2 separate regions of the Gossypium hirsutum genome follow, and region 1 is linked to region 2. The links are chromatin contacts, called in public Hi-C maps. All regions are on one chromosome and are shown on one strand. The core of a region is the stretch at or near the end of the contact, and the rest is flanking DNA. Distances in the headings are between cores, read along the strand shown. Region 1 holds the start of LOC107927142 (ABC transporter G family member 3). Region 2 holds the start of LOC107927115 (OVARIAN TUMOR DOMAIN-containing deubiquitinating enzyme 12).

Evidence for each region. A called contact is a pair of places that touch in the nucleus more often than the background predicts.
Region 1: a Hi-C map of leaf shows a contact between it and region 2, with 1.9 times the contacts expected there. The contact joins the promoter of LOC107927142 here to the promoter of LOC107927115 in region 2. A contact is called at or near these places in 2 of 34 Hi-C or Micro-C datasets (both in leaf).

Annotation. Positions count from the first base shown.
Region 1 is chrD03:49,639,852-49,644,233 of Gossypium_hirsutum_v2.1, reverse strand. It overlaps LOC107927142 (ABC transporter G family member 3), which reads right to left and starts at 1,670. Exons shown (of 12, transcript XM_041090394.1): 1 at 1,453-1,670; 2 at 139-790; 3 at 1-25. The coding sequence starts at 610.
Region 2 is chrD03:49,486,675-49,491,229 of Gossypium_hirsutum_v2.1, reverse strand. LOC107927115 (OVARIAN TUMOR DOMAIN-containing deubiquitinating enzyme 12) reads left to right here and starts at 3,299. Exons shown (of 11, transcript XM_016858106.2): 1 at 3,299-3,613; 2 at 4,152-4,530. The coding sequence starts at 4,194. LOC107927113 (phosphatidylinositol N-acetylglucosaminyltransferase subunit A) reads left to right here. Exons shown (of 12, transcript XM_041090381.1): 7 at 742-896; 8 at 1,085-1,175; 9 at 1,291-1,407; 10 at 1,489-1,592; 11 at 2,114-2,204; 12 at 2,612-2,831. The coding sequence ends at 2,707.

The sequences.
Region 1 (4,382 bases), core at 421-2,920, 150 kb before region 2:
ATTTTAGCTGAAGGGTGTAATCTTCCTAAATTCAAGAAAAGAAATTTTCAGTCTTAAAAATCTGAAATGAAACAACATAAAAGCATAAAAAAATTTGTTGTTTGATAAGTAGCCAATACAAGTGTCACACTAACAGACCTGCTATAGCCCTCAGTAGCGTGGACTTCCCGGATTTTGCAGGACCCATGATTACTGTCATTGTGCCAGGTAATGCATAACCATTGGAACTCTTCACAACTTTATCAGAATACTTCCGCTTTCCCTTTATGGTAACAGCCAAGTCTTTCCACACAACTGATGCACCGGCAGTTTTTCTTGTAACAGCTGCAGCTTCTGGCATCGGCGGTGACGGCAAGGACCCACTATTGAGTTTTGAGAGAGATGGTGAGACTGGTGTAGTTGCAGCATTGATAGAGTCACCTCCTTCCTCCACCCTGACATCGGCATCTGTATCTTCCCACTCAGGCGAATCCTCAAATGAGATGGGTTGTCGAAGAGAACCAGGTTTCCGTAGATAGAAAAAGTTACTAGAGGGCACCCTACTTGCAGGACTACTGGCTGAGGAGGAAGAAGACCTATAATTGTCCGATTGAGACTGTATTTCTTCCATTGCTCACTCCTGATTTCTAAACCTTCTAAAATCCAATTGTAGAAATAGCCCTGGCAAATGCTATGGGAAACTTCCTAGTGCCCCCACTTTAATAATCAAGGGACGAGACTGGCTGATAACTGCACACTGAGTTGTTGTACCATCCACACTTTCACAACCCTAATTAAAACATTATGCCACCTGTTAAACGAAAACAAAATATTAAGCAACAATTACAGAATTCGTACCAAGGTACTGTAGGAGATCAAAAGCTTAAAGTCTACCATTAGGTGTTAGAAAAGCATAGCCTGCATTCAATGGAAGGAATTAATTAAACAAAAAGCTCTCAACTTCCATGGAGAGAATGAACACCAACAATGGAGCACAAAATTAAAAATGAAACTAATAGCTTAATATTAAAATAATCCACCAATCCACACAACAACATAACATGTTTGCCAGCATATGAAAGCAAAATACTAATGCATTGGACCTTCCCCTTGACCACATATTATCCATCTATTTGATACAACTCAAACTACCCAGTACTAAATTTCATAACTAAAACAAAATAATGCAGGAAAATCCTCTAAAATTGAAAGCTTCAACAAAAGAAAATAAGCAACTTAGTAACTAAAACATAAACCACTATTTCTTTTTACAAACAACAGATTGTTGAGACGAGCCCAATAATTTATTCAGGTCAAGATGCTGAGTTACATACAACCAACCAACAAACAACCCCAAACCTTGAATGTTTTGGTGTTCTAATAGTATCTCAAGTACCCATAGCAGACAAAACAATAAACTAAAAAAAATAAGAAGAAGAATTAAGAAGTAAAAAAGAAGTGCAAGAGACAAACCTGGATCTGAGTTAGAAAGAACTTCAATGGTAGAGAGAGAAAGAAAGAGTTGGATGTGGAAAAAGAAAAGAGTGTAGGGTGACGAGTGAGTCACTGAGTTAAATGAAACAAATAAAGAATCTAAAAACTCGGTAAATGTTTCCTGGATTACTTGACCCGCTTTTGTCGGGTCTCTTTTTTGATACTACTGCTGGCATCTCTATGTCTACTGAGAGAGTACTTCACTAAATTCTTCATATATAAACATTTATATATGGTTAATTCCATCCCGCATACTTCAACTATGATTTAGTTTTTAAATTCATCCCTAACTTCAGGTCGTTCTAATTTAGCAGTATCATTCAAATTCCTTTGTTAATCTAAAAAAAATCAATTTATACATTAAATTTCAGTTGGAATTATAAATATTGCATGGATTACTTAAAGTCGATGTGTTAAAGAAAAGTAGTAATTTTCTTAAATTTTAGTCACAATGTTCGATTTTTTAGATTAACATCTGCTCCAAATTCTTGCATTCTTCGTAAATTTGAAATTTGATCCTACTTTTATTTCAAGAAAATTAATCCTTAATTTTTCGGATTTAAAAATATAAGTCCAATTATCAACACCGTTACAATTCTCTTTGTTAAATATAAGTTCATTGCAACGTTTTTTTTTTTTGCCCCATGATTATCTAGTGAGTTTTATTTTATTTTAAAATGCCACACTAATCAATTTATTAGAATGATTTAGCCAAAGTTAACAATTAGACTTATATTCCGAAATCCAAAAAGTAGAAGGACTAAATTTCAAATGTACAAAGAATACAAGAACTTGGAGCATATTTTAATTAATTTTTTAACACATCAAATCCGAGCTATCTATACCGTAAGTATACACGTATTTGAAATTTGACTAAGTTTTCAAATGTTTCAATTCAAATTTGAGCATAGACTGATAATACTTGGATGATTGGATTAAAATATTTTGAAATTTAGGGACTAATTTAGAACCTAGGTCATAATTTAGTGATTTTCTATGGAATTAGACCACAAATAGTCTTTGATATTTCTCTTCTTTTCTTTTTTTAAAGGGGCGGCCTTTAATTTCTTTTTGTTGTGGAAGAACATAATGATGTTTATTTTGCCAACGCAGGATATGAAAAAGCGCTCCTCTCTTCTCTTTCATTTTAATTCCCAAAAATTATATTCAAAACTAATTAAAAAATATATAATTATTAATATAATATTAAAATTTTATTTTTTATTATTTTCAAACAATAAAATATTTCATTTTGATGAGTTGAGTTAGACCAAACTCAAATCCATACTTAAAAATATCTTAAAACCCAACCACAACCTCTCCATAAATTAAATAATCCATCTTTCCATTATTATCATTTTTTAAAAATTTTTTGAACTTGTAATTTTAAGTTTCTTAAAAATGGAAAAATTACATCTTGCTAACATTGTCCAAAATTGGAAATATCATATGCTTGATTAAAAAAAAAAAGTTTATGAGCATAATTGTTAGAACTAGATTGACTTGACCAATTGAATCGATAATTAGTCTATATATTAGTTTAAATATAAAAATTGAATTGCCTAAATTGTAAATCATTCTGAATCGAGATTTAAAAATTAACTAGTTGAATTGACATTCAAACCGATCAAACCGTTAATTAATAACACCACCAATTGGACCACTCAACTAATTCCAAAAGTATGTGTTTAATTCCCTAACTCCTTCTCAGCATTATTATATTCATCCCCAAATAAAGTAAAAATTTATGCAATTGTATTGTTTTTTTTTTTGAATTATAATAATAAAACAAAACTCGAATAACAAACGCAACTATTAATAAAATTATATACTAAAACCCAGTGTGTTGGTCTGATGATTAAGGTATTCACTGTCTCAAGTGTAGTCCAAGTTCGAGTGACACTGATCGATTACTGTTAAGACTTTACCCTCCTCTTATAATTCACCCAAAAAAAAATCATAAACTACTATAACTTTCCTTTAAAGGAACAATCATACATTGGAATTATTGGGTTATAGACAAATTTTTGTAAGCCCTTTGAAAGAAATTGTGTCTACAACATTTGCCACTCTTCTATTTTGTTGTTTTTCATATCAATCATTTTAGAAATTTGCTTTTACCTTTTTTTCTTTAGTGTAAAATAGTACTATTATTGGAACGCATAAAAATAGCACTATCATATATCAAAATAAGGTTAAAATTGTGCTAGAAGTCCATGTACTTTTCAAAGATTACGAATTTAGTCTATTTACTTTTTAAATTTCAAAATTTAGATCAAACTGTTAACACTGTTAGATCCTTTTTGTTAAATTCAAGTTAATTACGAAGTCATTTTTGAAGTACATGGTTATCACGTGAGTGTTTTTTTTTTATTTCAAAAATATCACAACAATAAATTTAACAATGTCTGAATTTAAAATTTTGAAAAATAAAAACACTAAAATCCTAAATTTTAAACATTTTAACCATCAAATAAAGGTGGAAACGTGTGGGACACATGTATGAAACATGTGAGACCTTTTTCTCTTACCCAATAATGCTCCAAACACTTGATGGAGAAAATGTCCTAAAAAGAAAAGAAGTTGTAATTAGAGATGTGACTGCAGCTTTAATTTAAGATTTGACAAGTTTAAGTACTAATATTATATTTACTTTTTTCCATTCTCTTTATCTTTGTCTTTCTAAGGATAGATTTTAGGTAAAAAAAAAAAAATAAAGAATCATAATCTTGTGTTTTTTTTCCTCGACAAATTGACAGCAGTAGTAATTAAAATTTTAACAATATTTACAATTTTAAAAACAAAAAGATACTTAAATTTTGTATAAGTTAAAAATTCATAACTTTTCTAAAATGTATATTATATTATATTTTAATTTTATTTACAAAAATATTTTTAATTAAATTTAT
Region 2 (4,555 bases), core at 2,050-4,549:
TAGTCAGTTGTCATGGTATTAGTTAGAAATGAGCAGTTCACCCAGTTCTTATGTTGCTTCACCAGCTACTGGCAAGGGTATGAGATGGTTGGATTTTTTAATTACCTATGTCCTTTGGTTAGATATTCTGCAATGATGGTTAGTGTTGTTGCTACTGGCTAGACTAAGCATAAAATGGCCACCATTATATATCCATATGAACTGTTGGCCATTTTTACGTAAATTTGGTGTATAGTCCCTATTTACATACGAAAGATATGTTTATGTAGAATAAATATCCTGCCTTTTCAGCAGTGTCTGCCTATGTGATGAATGTAATTGCCTTTTTATGGTTCAATTTATGTTAGTCTTGGAAAATATTTCAGTAGCCATTCTTTTGGTTTGCTTTCTGCAGTTAGCATGAGAGGAGTTAGTTGCAAAAGGGTTTATTACGGCTTTCTAAATTATGATGGTTCATCAGTTATAGGCCTAAAAATTAGCATGTTTAGCCAACTGCCATGTTGCACCTGCTCTCTCTCACATACACAAGCCTCTTACATCAAGACATCTGAATTTCTGCTACACTTACACATTGCTGATCCATTGTCATGTTTTAAGTTTTAGTTAAATCTTTCACTGTGTTGGTTATAGTTCCTCATTTGGATGAAGACTTGGTATTTAGTAGAAAGTACGACTGTACTCTAACATGTTAGTCTGCACTGTTATTTTGAGTTATTTTCTCATTTTTAAACACCTGCGAAGGTACGTTTCATTGTTGGTGGAGATGGACCTAAACGAGTGCGGTTGGAAGAGATGAGAGAAAAGCATTCTCTCCAAGATCGAGTTGAGATGTTGGGGGCTGTACCACATGCTTCTGTAAGGTCTGTGTTGATTTCTGGCCACATATTTTTAAACAGGTAAATTTTTGGTTCCTACAGACCACCCGTTTTTAGTTTATTACCTTTTTACGTAACCAGAAGCCAAAAAGAAAAAAAAAGGGAAAAGAAGAAGAAGAAGAAACACAAAGAAGACAAATTAACATTCCTTGATCATTCGATAATCAAGTGTAAAGGCTGATCAACTTAATTGCTTTTCCTTTTGACAGTTCTTTAACTGAAGCTTTTTGTATAGCCATATTGGAGGCTGCAAGTTGTGGACTATTAACTGTCAGCACACGTGTAGGAGGTGTCCCAGAGGCATGTATTTCAAACTGTCATTAACCTAGACATACCAAACTGGTTTATGCTTTTGCACCTAAAAGGATTGGAATTTATTTAAGATATCCTCTAATTTTCCATTTATTTGTTTTAGGTTTTACCCGATGACATGATAGTACTTGCTGAACCGGATCCTAGTGACATGGTACATGCAATTAGGAAGGCAATATCTATCCTTCCTAATATTGATCCACAGGTTATGCATGATCGAGTAAGTAATTTTCATTGACTTCATATAGTAATTTTGAACTGCGTGAGGTGGACAAATGCATATTTCTCTTTCTGTGGCAAGATGAAGAGACTTTATAATTGGAACGATGTTGCTGAAAGGACTGAGATTGTATATAATCGTGCCTTGAAATGTTCTGATCAGAGTCTCCTAGAACGACTTTCCAGGTATGCCATCGAATGTTTTCCCTGAAGATGATGCTCACAAATTTGATTTAGCCAATGAGATGGTTTCATGCTTTTCAAGCACCTCTGATTTCACTGAAAGGTTTTTGGTATAATGTTGAGTGTATGGCATGGATATTTTCTTATGTGCTTTTAGTATGGAAGGCAGGAAGATTAAAAGTTGGCTTATTAAGTAATTAAATAAAAACTTACATACAACCTTGCAATCATCAACTGTATATACACTCAAGCTCGCATTATCTAGTTGTGAACAGGACTTGGAGACGAGTATTGAACATAATTATGTGTTTGTTATGGGTATACCAAACTTTTAAAGCTTTTCTTTATATTTTTAAGTTGATACCCTCTTGTTTTTGTTTTGTGTCGGACATGGGTACTTCAGGGACAATGGAGAATCTGAGTAATAGACAAAGTGGTAGCTTTTAACTTTGAAATATTTGGTAAAATCATCACATTATTTTTGAGTTATTACCAAGGATGCTAATGAGGTGATGTTTTGTTAGGTATCTTTCATGTGGAGCTTGGGCAGGCAAGCTGTTTTGCTTGGTTATGATAATCGACTTTTTGATATGGCGTCTGTTAGAACTGTTGCAGGTACATGGTGTTTTTTTTTCTTTTTGGTATGATCCCGTAAAATTAAATCAGTCGGCTCAATTTGGATAAGGTCAATTCAAGTTTTAAAATTTTTTGGTCATTTGAATTTGGATTAGTTTCAGGTTAGGGTCATTTTGGGTTATTCCAGGTTCGGGGTTGTTTTTGGTTTGAGGCTCAGGTTTTTCGGGTCGGTCATTATGGGTTTGGACCATGTCGAGTTTTGTTCATTTTGATTTTGAGTCATTTTGGGTTTGGGTGGCTTTGTGGGTTTTGGTCATTTTATATTAAGACTAGACGGGTTGGATGGTTGGACCAGGTTTTGAGTTTTGGGTCAAAACTTGACGGTAATACATGAAGTGATGGTTTGTTTTACTTAATCTACTATACTGTTGTTACTGCTTCACCAGCCTGCAAAGGATATCGAGGAGGTGCCTGATGTGGCTCTACGCTGCCATCAACACGGAGAAAGGATTGAAGAAATATATCGTTGCAAATCAGAATAATAGTATAGGAATATTTTCGAGTTTATAACAATATTATTAGCTTCAAATATTTGACGTTTCGTCTTCAAGCATTGTACCTTATTCTATTCTTTATGCATTTTAAGTAAAAATCTCATTGCTGCAATCCACTTCTGAATGTGCTTTCTTGAAATCCCATGTTTTTCACTTCATTTTAATTATTATTCACAACGAGGCCCGGGCATAGTTAAAAGAGGTTTTGGGCAGGTTCAAAATTTATCATGCACAATTTTCAATTTCACTGTACATTATCGCCAAACCTGAATTTTAGTTCAGTTAATAGTAGTTATTCGGACATGTATTTGTATTTTGATATTTTTGATTATAGTTGTTAACATTTAAAAAATTATTATTTACAAATATGATTTTACAATTAATGAGTTTTTAAAAAATGCATTATATTATGTTTTACTTTGTTTTTTAAAATAAAAAAAATAAAACACGTTTTAAGTAAAATTTTTTCAGAAAGAGATGATATGCGGCTTATTGGTTTATATATTCAATGTTTTTATTATTATGAAAGATTAATGTGCCTTATTTTGGTTTTCACGCGGGATTTAATGTACCCATACAATCTGGTAACAGCAATTTTCTTTTGGTGGGGGGGGGGGGGGCGTTTTTATCTACCTAACCATAGAGATATAGCGCCTAATTTCAATTGGATTGGGCTTTGTGGAGATTAGCAACTGGGAAATACAATTCCAGTCAGAAAGAAGAGCAATACCCTACAAAATACTGCTACAGCCTACAAGTGAAGAAGAATGAAGATGCCATAGCCGTCAATTCACGTTGACTGTTAGTCTCCTCCACTATTACCTGACGGAAGCAAAGTAATAGTACCATTAGTACAATACCTCGTGAACTGACCCTCCTTTATCATCACCTCCTGTAATTATTATTACTTTTTTTTTTTTTTGCATTTTTTCCCTTCCATTTTAAAGTATTCCTCACCTCATTCCCCACTCATCTCGTCTCTGCCGCGTATCGACCCCGCATTTTATTTTATTTATCTCAATGGGTTTTTCTGATATTATTTTCATGGATAAATTATCTTAATTAGTTTCCTTCTAATATCATTCAGCTAATCTGGTATGTTGAGAAGTTCTCATTTCTTTTTTAGTGAATGTGTTTGCTACTTTTCTTGTATTCTTAATTCTTTCTAATTTTCTATAATGCCATTGTTTAAGGGACAATTTGGGTTTTCTAATCTGAGCAATTTGTTGTTAATTCATTGTTTAGTTTGATATTTATTGTTTGGGGGGGGGTCTATTTGACCATTTTTGGCTGCAAATCTATTAGTTAAAGCTCAAACCTTTACATAAAGTAGAAATATTTAAGCTATAATAAAATCTGGGTATTGCATTTTGTTACTAAATAACTAAACTTTATTATCATATATATATTTTGTCAACGTTCATCACTGCAGGAAGCAGATTTTGGGGGTTAAGAGATTTTATCTACAGAGAAGATGGTGACATCTGAGCAAGAACATGATTTTGTTAAGTGGGGTTTGCAACTATTCAATAGTGATCCCTATGCTAATTGTGGATATTGTGGTGTGTTAACTCAAGAAAATGGAGAGTATTACAATGGAAATAGTTTCAAGGAGGATTACCATTACGACGCGGGAGAATGTTGTAATGTGGAAAATGATGAGGCTATTGCTCATACTCTTCAACTTCAAGAACTGTCAAAACTTGCAGTGGTGGGATCTCCAAGCCAAGGGGAGGAAGAAGAATTGCAATTGCAAGTGTCTGGTTACACTCGAGATTGTATCAATCAGTCTGTTGGGGACTTTGGTTCTGGTATAAGGAAGTTTCTGAATTTTCG